Regions from separate parts of the Gossypium hirsutum genome. Here region 2 is linked to region 1. Evidence: chromatin contacts called from public Hi-C data. All regions are on one chromosome and are shown on one strand. Each heading gives the region's core, a stretch centred on a gene start, on an enhancer-like site or on the middle of the called end of the contact. The rest is flanking DNA. Distances are from core to core; before and after follow the strand shown.

Region 1 (6,571 bases), core at 3,981-6,480:
ATTGTCGTTCGGGAGATAATAGATTTTAACGTCTTTTGTAACAAAATGATAACATAAGTAACTAAAATGTAACATTTCAAATATAAGTGATTAAAATATAACTTGAGTCAAACAAAAGTGACTATTTTAATAATTTTTCATAGTAGTTATTACCATTGCCTTTTTAAGCAGTTAAGCCTCACTTCCCAACCAGGTAGATAGCCCTGCATTGAATGGACTTCACACCTAATAAAGAAAGAGACTCTGCCCTCGTGAATGCCAACCACAATAATATCACAGTTGGACATGCAATTAGTGGCTGGCGCGGTTAAAATATGATACCATTTGGAGGGGCAAAACGGATGAGCGAATTTCGGGTGCAGCATATATTCATTGATAAATGACAGGAGTCGCATGTTACAAATTGGGAGGGTTCAAACAACTACCCAACTAAAGAAATATACACAGTATGACCATATACCTGCAGCTATCTCGCTACCACTACCAACATCAACTCTTATTATCAACACCTTGCAGATTCCATCCAACAAAACTCGAGTTTAAAAACCTTCTCTAGCATGCTGATGAAGACAGGTATATGGAGTCACGCTTGGGATCTGGTACGGATACAAGCAAGCACAAAATCTGGGAAAATCCTCTATATTCTCCTTGCTCTCTTTTTGTCTCTCCACTGATCAACCCTCGTAAACTTCTATTATAACCTATAACTTCCGAGAATTCCGCTGATCAGATGAACAAGGTACATTCCGTGAACTGATGCTTGCAGTTCGTAGAAGTCGGCGGAATTCTGAAAGGCTTATTTTTCCATCTTTATCAATGTCAGCCTCCTCAAGCAAAGGGTCAATGGAACCTCTTAAGCCCGTGTGCTGCAAACACGATTGAACAATGTGAATAAGAGAACATAATTTATTACACTAGTAACATTCTTCATTAAAAAGGTTGACATTGCAAGCAATTACATTGGCCTCTCGGGACACAACACAAGGGCACTCCACAAACACATGCATTCAATTTTGCAGGGATAAACACTTTTTCCTTTGTTTTTAGAAGAAAAATATCACCAAAAACAACACTTACCATTCTAAGTTCCTCTGGAGTTATAAACCCATCTCTATCTACATCAAATTTCTCAAAAGCAGCTTGCGAAAGCATCTGCCATTTATCAGAATCATGTTCTTCCATTTGATTCACATGTAGAGCTGCTGCAACAAACTCCTTGAAATCAACAAGCCCATCTGTGTTGCTATCAATCTGAGATCAGAGGAAATAAACATCTCCACAACAATCAAAACCACCGGAAAGAAAAACTAATTACGAAAGAAAGAGGAAAACAAAAAGTTACTTCCGGACGAAAAACATGAAACCTGTACTCACCGCTTGAAGAATCTCAAGGACACGTGGTTCCTTCATCTTCCAAGGAAGATCTTTAGCGAGGGCCTGCACAGCAACCATTTTTATCAGGACGAATACAAAGAAGCTCGGTGCAACCTAAAAGATGCTACATGTGAGAGAAATGCTTACCTGTCTCATCTCTTCAAGACTAATAGAACCATTCTTATCCACATCAATTGCATCAAACTGATCCCGAAGATCAGCTATCTCTTCTTCATTAAGTGTGCTAGCTAATGCCTATACAGTAATAATAATTATATTTAACATGATGAAAAATGGAGGGAATAACAGTCGTTTGTGACCATGAACAATCCACTAATATTTCAGGAAGACAAACTAGATTACCCTCAGAGCAAATTGCTTCAATCGACTATACTTCACAAATTGTCGCAGGTTGTTAAGGACAGAAATATCAACAGGAATATCAGACGCATTTCCTCCTTCTCTAACCCACCGGTGTGCTGGAGAAGCTAAAAACAATCAGATATTCTAGAAATAATAGCAAACTTTCCATCCAATTCCTTAGTGTTAAAAGCAATAATTTATGAAGAGAGATACAAACACATACATAGGGCCTGAGCAGCTGTCAGTCTGGCATGGGGATCCTTCACCAATAACTTCTTCACAAAATCTTTAGCACCATTGCTAATTGTTGGCCATGGCTTACGACGAAAATCAGGCTTCTTCTTCAAAACCTGAGTTCATGGACATTTTGCACATGAATTCTCCAGAAAATATTAACATTAAATAAATCAATAAAGCCAGAAGAAAAAAAAATCATTGACCCAGATTATCAGTGGATTTCATAGGAAAAATCATAATTATTCAGAGCAAACAAAAGACAGCTAAAGTAACTTGGAAGATAAACAAAATTTCCATATTTTTTCCTCGTAGACACATGCATAACAAGTGCATAAAGGATAATGAAGTGCATCAATCAGTCCATTGAAATGCCTCTAGTGCAGAAACAAACATAGTGCAAAAGTAATTTTCTATCTACATGTGATAATAATAAATGAGTGAATGAATGAAACCCATAAAATTCAATGAAAAAGATAAATCAAGATCCATGATTTGGAAAAGTACTACACCTCCTTAAATATGCCATCCTCGGTCTTATCCCAAAAGGGCCGCTTGCCACAAAGCAAAATGTAGGTAATTACACCAATACTCCAGACATCTGATTCAGGCCCTGACCTTCTCTTTAACACCTCAGGAGCAACATAGTAGGCACTGCCTACAATATCATGAAACCTCTTCCCTGCATTTAGTCAGTCATGGTTAAGGATTGCATGGGTTGGATATTTGTAGCATGAGTATAAACTAGGAAGCACGGACATGGCACAGGGTACAACACAATATGGACACAGTGATACCGCAAATTTAAAAAAAAACAAGGACATGATGCAGCAAGATATGAAAATTATTTACATTATATTTTACTACTAAAAGTTTTTAAAAAAATATATAATCAGTATATAACATTTTATATTACATAAATAAATTATTGGAATAGTTAAATTACATTGCAAATATCTTGGTAAATAGGCTGCATAGCCTTAAATATTGGATGTTAAATATGTTAAGACCAAATATTGGATACATGTTCCATCCTGTCCATGTCAAAAACAGGCACAAATCGATATGCAGGGGACATGGTGTGTCCGTGCTTGATAGATTCTAATATTAAAAAGTTGAAATGAATGTAACAGCTAGAGTAGGAAAAATTAAATAACACAGTAGATGGATGTTGGTTTTTTTTAATACATAGTTATTTCATGAGCAATGGCAAGATCTCTACACAAAGCAAATGCTACTTACCGGGTCTGATAAAGTCTGACAAGCCAAAATCCGTAGCCTTAAGCAGTGAGTCCTCTCTGGTTGACTTAAATAGGAAATTCTACAGTAAAGAAACATTGAGAGAACAATAAGCAAGTGGTAAGACTTTCTAAAGAAATTTTACATGTAAGCCATGTTATTGTAGTTCAGCAACCTCAGGTTTCATGTCACGATGCACCAAGCCATGCAAATGACACTCAGCGGCAACCTTGAGCATCTGCCGTACAACAACTGCTGCGTCTTTTTCACTATAACGACTGTCTTTTCTGATAGAAAATGGTAAGAACATATTACTACGGGTTGTGACACTATTGAAACCATCAAGATAAGTACTAATTATTATATTTGGACCGTAAATACAGTAAAAAAAAATGTCCCAAGATTAATTAAGCATCCTTACTTAGCCAATATCCGGTCCAGCAACTCTCCACCCTCACATAACCTAGCATCAAACACCACCGACAATGTGATATAATAAAGACATAGAAGGATTGATACAAAAGCACATAACCAAGGTCAAAGATGTGTCACCAGCTAAGGAAAAAAAAATTACTTTTTTTCCAAAAGTAAACATCAGAAGACAAGAAAATTACATGATTAGAGAAAATGAGAACTCAAAGAACAGCTATAGAAGAAGACGATATTCATAAAACTTACTCCATAACAATGTATACATAAGAATCATCCTCAAACGCATTATAAAACTGAACCACATTCTCATGCCCTTTCAAGGCTTCCAATATTTTAACCTCTCGCTTGACATCCTCAACAGCCATTGGAAGAACCATCTGCACCCCACCACATAAGAAAAAGCAAAAGAGATATTAGAACTACCAAATTTTGAGTAGTTAATTGAGTGAAAAATACATCATCTTCCATTCAATATCTCTACGATGCTTCTATTGAATACACTGTCAGTTCAAACAGCAAGATATATTAGATTTCAGATGCAACTACTGTCTTTTAGCTCAACTATCATGACAGTTAAATCAATTGCTGTAAACTTGCTATAACAAGATGGCTATTACAAGATTGTCATACCAAGATCTTAAAACAGTAATAAGATTATCAAGCCGAAGAAGAAAGGATTCAAAATCCTCATAGCTCGACGAGGTTATTGCAGATAACCCACCTAATTTTACCACACTCAAGTCGATGGTGTTTCTAATTGAGACCAATCAGAAGGGGAAAAGAACAAACTCTCCACACTGGGTTACAAATCAGAGAAGGGAAACACTCCCATAACCATTAAGGAACCCAAAGTAGAAGAAAAAAAAATCCCACCTTGAATATAATAGACTACGGATATAGCCAAAAGGAAAAAGTGAATCAAAATAATCCCAAGAAGCCAGAAGCAGAAACAAGCAAAGGATGACAAAAACATTAAAAAAGAATACCTTATTTTTATCAATTTTCTTAACAGCAACACGATCCCCATTTGCCTTGTCGATGGCAACATAGGTGTAACCAAATTGTCCATGTCCCAACAATTTCCCAATGGTGTATCGCTGATCAAAATCTTTATGATACCCAAAATCAGTACGCTTCCCGCAGGGTATGATCCCGGTTTGTCTGGTCGAACTTGGCTTCCCTTTGACCTTTAAAGGCTGAGAACTCCTCACCTGCTGCCGCTGACCCTGTTGATTATTTGGCTTTCGAGACTCTTTCTTCTCATTGACCGTTACAGTGGTGGCAGAGGGTTGATGTTTGCGGTGGTGGGCGGCGGCGTTGCTGCTTGAGCCAATAACTTTGGTGGTGGAGAGACAGGCTCCCATGATGTTGTTAACAAAGAAGAAGAAGAAGAAGAAGAAGGTATGCTAAAGGAATGAGTTGTAGAGATAGAATCCCATAGGAAAAGAAGAGAGAAGAAAATAAATAAATAGTAAAAGGGTAAATGATTAAAAGCCCCCAAAACAAAGATAATGGCAATGAGAGAGGAAACAAGGTAGGAAGAAGGTAAGAAGGAGATGGTGGTGTAGGTGCTGCCTGCCAAGGCCATGCCCATAGTCAAAAGCGCTTTTATTTTATTATTTTATGTTATGACCAAATAACGACACTACATTGGTCTAATTGTGCTTTCAGTCTCTCAAGTCTTTATATATTAGAAAATGTTAATCTCAAGAACTTAATAATTTGATTTAATGAAATTTTAATCGTTAAATTCAAATAATAAAAGAAAAAATAGAGATTTATAGTTAACTCCAAAATAAGAAAAATGCAGTGAGATTTTCCTCTTCTGTGTGTTTATTTCCCTCACCTAACTAAGCTGTTTTTAGTAGCTCAATTATGATCCTATATGAGGTTTTATTATATGGTTTGGATGTATTTTATACTTTTTTATGGTGTTTTAAACTAATTAATTTTAATTATAAACCTATGTATTGGTAACTTCAAAAGAAAATAATGTCTTGCACTAAATCTTTATACAAATTTCTTAAATAACAACTTTTAAGACAATTAATTCAAGTTTTGTTTGGTAGGTAGACCAACAATCTCCCAATTCCCATCCTCCAGAAATTGTAAGTTTTTAATTTGATATAATGGTAGAATTACTTTTTACTCCTTATTCTACCCCAAAAATGAATTTAATAACAGTAAATCTCATTTTGAATCTTTTTATTTAATAATTTTAATATTATTGTTAGATCTTTTTGAATTAAAAGTTAAATATAATTAATAAACTAGTTTTCTCAGACTGTGCACTATAAACACAAATATATAAAAATTTATTTTTATAATTTTATGATTATATCATAAATAAATTTAAATCATTTTTTAATTTTTATATATATTTTGTGATTTAATATTTTATTTGATAAAAGTAATATCTTAAATTATTATATGTATATGAGATATATATATACATAATTTCTAAACATAGGTCAATCTTATAGTATATGTAAAAATTAAAATTATGCTAATAAGATATAAACTATAGGTAAAATAATTTTATTCAAATTAATTAATAATTAACATTTTACTTTTTAAGTGACAAATATGTGTTTAATTATACAATTTCAAACATTTTTTACACACTAATGCTAAGTGTTTTATTTTTTAAAAAAATATTTTAAGCAAGAAATATTTAAAATGAAAAATTATACTATTATAATATTTACTTAATTGAATATATGATTTTCAAAATATAAAATTTTTTTTAACTAAAAAGTAATAGGAATTTTGTTTTTTAAAAATTATTTTTTAACAGCCTAATGACTTAAACGAAAACTTTCAAATAGTTTAGTGACCATTTTGTAACTTTTTGAAGTTGGACGATTGAAACATAAATTTACTAATATTTTAATAACCTTGGCTTTTACCGTTAATAATTCTTAGGGTA
Region 2 (5,991 bases), core at 2,192-4,691, 93 kb after region 1:
TTCTAATTTTTTACCGTAAAATAATCTATGAGAAAATATATTTAATTTCCATATTCAACGGATTCATAATGATAAATTAATTTAACTGCATTTTCTAATGCCAATTATTAAATAATAATTATAAAAACTTAAATTAATTCTCATGTCATTTCCACACTTGGTGAGAAACCACATTCATTTTCGAATGTAACTCATTTCTCTAACTTTATCATTTCTAACCATTTTTGTTAATTTGATTTTACATGCAATTCATTTCTAGTTTCAACGAGCTAGTGGAAGGACTAATTAGACATATGTAATTAGGGCTCAAATGATTTATAATTAAGTTCCAGATTTTCGCCTATTAATTATAAACTCATTTAGTCACAAAGTCATTTAATTATAGTATCGTGACTGAGCTCTCTCCAATTACATACCATTACGAAAGCTACTCAATTAGTGCTCATCCAATGACCTTGTTATAATTGTGTTACCCACATAAGATATCCTTCATGAAAAGTAAATTATTATCGAATACAAATGAAGTCATTCATTACAAAGACAAACGATTCGTGGTTACATTTACTTTTCATCTATCATGTAATACTACACACTGCAGAAGTCGTTTTCCTTATCTATTTGAACTCAGACTTCTACTTACATCAAAGTATACAAATACGAATACATGGTCTGTCATCCACTCAAGATTAAGGTATGTCACAGTATGAATGTCACAAATAAATAAATCCATAAACGGATTTAAGATTTATTCTACTTGGGTCTTGTTCGATGTATTATCAATCCAATCAATCACATCTATATATTTATCTTCTGGGAGTCATTCGCTTTGATACCCAAGACAAAACATCTCTCCAATTGGACTTGATAAACAACATAGTCTTGCAATCGATTTGCTTATTTTCGATTAGACTAAGAACATGTTTAGGTTCATCTACTAATATAAGTTGTCTTTCTGTATTATAATCCTACCACGTAATACCATTTAGTACTAGTTAAACGTTAGATAACCAATGAACCAATATTTGCTTTAATTTTACTTTTCGTGCAAAAAGCATTGATGACAATATACAAGGGTATTAATATAGTTTATGGTTATTCTTATTAAATCAATTTAATTGAAAAAATACAAGTGTACATAAACAAAAATACTACACTTAGGGCACCAAACCCAACAACTTAAACCTAGGTGTTTAGGAAGATTATTCTTATGATGCTTAAGAAAACAAGGTTTTAAAGTTGAATCCTAGATTCATTTATAGATTTCTTTTAGGGTTAGTTTAGCATTATTTTTGAAAAGTGGTGTGGAAAAGATACTTTTAAAAAGTTTAGTTTAATATTTAAGTGTTTAGTATTAATGTCAAATAGTATTTTTGAGGAATAAAATATTTATTTTAGATATGTTGTAAAGTAAAAAACATGCATTTAGATTATGTTTAAATTCATCAATATTATGATATTTCAATACAAAAATGAGAAAATAATTTATTGTAATTTATTATTCATATTTTGATATATAAAATATAATTTAAGCAATTATTATTAATTGTTTGTAAAATGTAATTTGAATATACAAATTATATTTTAAATATTAAAATATGACCATTACAAATTCAAATGTACGATATTATATATTTGAAATAAATTTAAATAGGAAAATAATCGTATACCTAATATAAATAATACATTAAATACATTGAATTGTAGAAGTTATTATTTTTAGCTTTTGTGTTTGAGCTCAAAAGTATGTTTGTAAAGCACTTTTTAACTTCAAAAATCGTAAGTTTAGCATTGTTTTACAGCTCCAAAAAAATGCTTTTGACCCCACACATACTTTTAGAAAACAAATGGTAAACAATAATAATTTTATGAATAAATTAAATTAAAAAATTACAAATAAACTTAATTTACAAGTAATATATTAATAGATTATATAAATACATTTTTTAATAAATGATTATATGTTAATTAGGAATTTTAAGATAGATAAAAATTAATACATTGGGGTAGTCGCAATTCTAAGAGGAGCCAAATATCAAAATGAGAAGACCAACCCATCATAATAAAGTGGATAAATGGAACCCTGAACGAACAAAAATATATTAATCAAATAAAGAAAAGAAACCCTCGAGGGCAACGGCTAGTTTTGTTTACAACGGTCAGAATAAAGATGTTACCCATTAAACCCTCGCTCCAGCCGTAATCAAAATCATATCTCCTACCCCTCTCCTCTTTGCCCTTTAAAAACCATCAATTCTAATCTTCTTTTAAGGGTTCTGGGCATCTTTCGTGATTTTAGAGTTTTAACGTTCTTTCATTAGCGGAGTTGTTGCTTTTCAATGGAGACTTTGGCTGCTTCCAACAACGGTATCCCTGTTTCCAGTGAGTTATTTTCACTTCTCTTTTCATTTCATATATATTTCTTTGTCTATCTTAGGAAAAGAACAAGAAACTAATTTCCTTGTGTCTTGTTGTAGAAGTAAAGACTGAAGGATCGGAGAAGAGTGCGTCTAAAACAAGAACAAGAAATGGGAAACAACAAGAAGAAGAAGAAGAAAGGTCTGCGCTAATTGATATAACAAACGATTCGCCGATTGTTGGGGTTGCAATGAAGACTCCATCATCTGCTGTAGTAGGTAAGGGTAAGACCAACATGATGACAATGATGACTCCTGGTTCTGGTGAGGCTTTGTTAAGGGGTCAAGTCAAGACTCTGTTGCAGAAGGTTGAGGAAGAGGCTGAGGTTTCAAAAGTTCCATTGGAGAGCCGCCCTTTTGTTCATCTTCAATCCCCAATGGCACTTTTGGCCCCCACTCCTGCAAATACACCCCAGGTCCCTAATCTTTCTGAGGATGGAGGATTGGGTTCAATGCTGATGGATCTTCCTGTTGTCGAAGAAGAGTTGAACATATCTGAGGTTAGTTTTTTAACCCCCCCCCCATCGCATGATGTCCTTTTTATTTCGTGATCAAATTGCTGAACTTAACAAATACTTCGGCATGTGATACGACAGATGGTGAGTGCTAACATTGAAGGACAGAAATGTGTGATTACAAGATCGCTGCTGCTGGATTTTGCTGAGAAATCAGAATGCCGTTCCGATAATGGAGTGATAATAACAGACAGTAGTGCAAGCAACGAGAAGACATCGGCATTCCACAATGATGACATCGACTGCGCCTCTATTTGGTCTATCCAGGTTAATGCAAGCACCCAGGATGAATACGAGGATGAGGAAACTTTTGAAGAAATGGGAGCTGAATACTATGACCATGAAGAAGATGGAGGATTGGTGGATGACCTATGTAAATGCATAAGCAAGATAAGCATGACAGAGATGTTCACGGGAAAGCACACGAGATTTATATACGATAGTGATGATGAGATTGGAGAAGAAGAAAGTGGAGAGAATTGGAGTACTATTCAAGTGATATAATGAGGTTGAAGGGGTTGCCAACACCCAAAGGAAAGCACCTGCGCTTTCCTCTGGAGGAGGATGAGCTTGATTGTTGGTAGTAATCTCATTTTATGATTGGCTAGGGACATTATTGCTCGGCTGTCTTTCTTTACACCATTCATTCTTTTTGTCATTTTTTGTCATCTCAAGTTTTTCATGGCCAAAAGCAGAATGAATGTTTCGTGGGATTTAACTTCAAATACATTTCCAGATTTGGTGCCAAAAATCAAATCTGAAAATTTCTACATTTATAAATTATCTACAACAGGATTGGACATTTAGAGGATACCATAAATACAATCAAAACCAGGGTTGCCATGTTGGATCCATCATACATAAATTTCTGGGTAGCAGGGCAGCCTCAACTAACTCGGTAACACCCCTCTGTACTGACTGTGGTGGGTCCATTGCATTTTCCTCCTGAATGCACCAGAAAAAACACCCGTAAGCGTTTAAAACCAGACCACCAAAGAAACAGGTAACAGAAAGAAAATAATAATAATAAAACACACAATTTTATACCTCTTCAGAGAAACACTGTGGAGCTATTCCGTTGATCCGGCCAATAACATTCTCCACGTTGGTGGTAACCTTATTTTTGAAGTCAGCAGGGTTCAGACTACCAGTTCCAGCGGCAGGGGCAAGTGGCATCCCGAGTGGTCTTCTCCAAGACCAAGAAAGCAGCTCATCACGGAAAAACATGGCCAGTTGATACCACAAATGCTGCGATTGCTGCAATGCACCGCAGAGGAATAAATATGTGAATCAAATATTGTCGTCAACATGACCATGTGTTGGTTTTGATACCAATGCTAAGAAAACATACCTTGGGTGAGACTACAGCCTGTGCCGCAGCACACATTGAAGATACAATAAGCCCTTCCACACCAAAATGGGAGAAGAATGCTTGCATGTTCCTTGTCAGACGGAAGGGCACTGGTTCACTAAATTCGATCATTCCATTCGCATCATATGCAGGATGGAAATCTGTCTGGAATATTTTCCCCGTGTTTTTTGCAAATAAAATCTTATTTGGAGACCTTCCCCCAATTTGTAGCATGAAAGACATGAAACTCGACAGAGCTAACTGGATTGCAAATTGCTTTTTGAAAGCCCATATATGATTGCCACTTGGCAGGGTCTTGTACATGTACTGGGAAAAGATGCCATCTGTTACAAGATTTTTTGTTATATCATTATATGCTTGTAAGCGGAGATCTACCACGGCTTCAGGGGAAATTTGCCCCAATATAGCCTGGTTTAATTGCTCCTTGAAGTAGGTGATGGGAAGATCTGCCTCTCGGTCATTTCTTGCACAGTGATTTTCATATACCTCAAGGAATGTGCTGTACATCAAATCGTCTTCAACCATGCGCACCTGTTAAAGAATCAGTTATTCGTTTATCTTGATGGGAATAAAACAGGAATAGCATGATCGAACCAACTGCCATGCATTCCAGTCTCCATGGATGCAAAGCTACAAAAAGCTTCTTGCACGATATCTACAGAAAATTTTGCAGGTCTACACAAACAATAAAAGAAATCAAGGAATTGGAGATATTAACAGGTAAGACTGATCACCTGCGACCAAACAGGAATTATAATGGGTGTGTGAATGCATATATGACGACGTCGGGATTCCTTGTGCTTATCAAACATCTGGTTCATTACACGGAAGAGCTGCAATATCCGCTCATCACTTCTAGCATTAGGAGTCAAAGAAGTCTGGACAATGAAATGCCTTTGAGAACCGTCAGAGCCAATCAGCGTCAAACGACGAAAGCTGCTTCCATGCCTTCTAACAATTTGTATATCAGCTCCCACACGATCTAACTTTACTGTGTGGTCAGGTGCAATTTCCTGGAGGTCCAAGAGATGATTAATTTAAGTAGAACAAAAACAAAATAATTGAAAAGCTGCCAGTGAACTTGGGGCATATGTTGCATTTTTTTCACAAATTCAGATATCTGAAAGACGAGAATGGCAATCCCTGATACATTGCTGACCACACAACATAAAGGAGTACTGTAACTACTATAGAAAGTTCTGGTTTTGTTACCTGATCACTGAAATACTGCCCTGGAATCTCTACGTCAACTACATGGAAGTCCCGTAACACCCTGCTTTCCTCCTCCAGCTTCAGAACAGCAGGAAACCTGTCCTCAACATTGCTCTGTAGTATATTTTTCCAGTGTTTTAGTCGTTCGGTCAGTTCAGAAAGTGTGACTGGAAAAGTTGTGGTACTTTCTGGATCTAGATCACGCTCAAAATCTTGCTTGTACTCCCTAACAAAATCTACATGCTTGTTGACAGCATCTGCAGAGAAGCAAGCCCGACACACACCAGAGAGCTCTTTCTTGAGAGATTGGGGAACTTCTGAGGTAGTAGCAGAGGGGTACTTGTAACAGCGGTGCAGCAGTGCATTAACCACTGCAAGAAGTCTCTCCTCAGGCAGAGTAACAAACCTTGAACCAATTTCAGTTAAGAGAACCTGTGAAGATGTAAAGGCTTAATTTTATAAAATTAAATTGAGATTG

What was found. A called contact is a pair of places that touch in the nucleus more often than the background predicts.
Region 2: a Hi-C map of hypocotyl shows a contact between it and region 1, with 2.8 times the contacts expected there. The contact joins the enhancer-like site here to the promoter of LOC107912811 in region 1. A contact is called at or near these places in 7 of 34 Hi-C or Micro-C datasets (callus, hypocotyl, leaf and 2 more).

What each region holds. Positions count from the first base shown.
Region 1 is chrD11:20,680,553-20,687,123 of Gossypium_hirsutum_v2.1, forward strand. It overlaps LOC107912811 (calcium-dependent protein kinase 28), which reads right to left and starts at 5,231. Exons shown (of 12, transcript XM_016841150.2): 1 at 4,629-5,231; 2 at 3,889-4,019; 3 at 3,632-3,673; 4 at 3,386-3,497; 5 at 3,214-3,292; 6 at 2,484-2,653; 7 at 1,961-2,087; 8 at 1,738-1,853; 9 at 1,522-1,629; 10 at 1,375-1,437; 11 at 1,078-1,251; 12 at 343-866. The coding sequence starts at 5,006. The coding sequence ends at 702.
Region 2 is chrD11:20,775,065-20,781,055 of Gossypium_hirsutum_v2.1, forward strand. It overlaps LOC107912807 (transformation/transcription domain-associated protein), which reads right to left. Exons shown (of 35, transcript XM_041106461.1): 31 at 5,514-5,945; 32 at 5,036-5,314; 33 at 4,281-4,832; 34 at 3,977-4,186; 35 at 3,624-3,874. The coding sequence ends at 3,755. It also overlaps the pseudogene LOC107911036. Among protein-coding and RNA genes, the nearest start is that of LOC107912808, 21 kb to the left of the region's middle. Within about 2 kb of position 3,442, at least 4 of the 9 cell types and tissues checked have an H3K27ac peak or open chromatin away from gene starts, as enhancers often do. A contact at or near this core is called in hypocotyl, where this site is marked.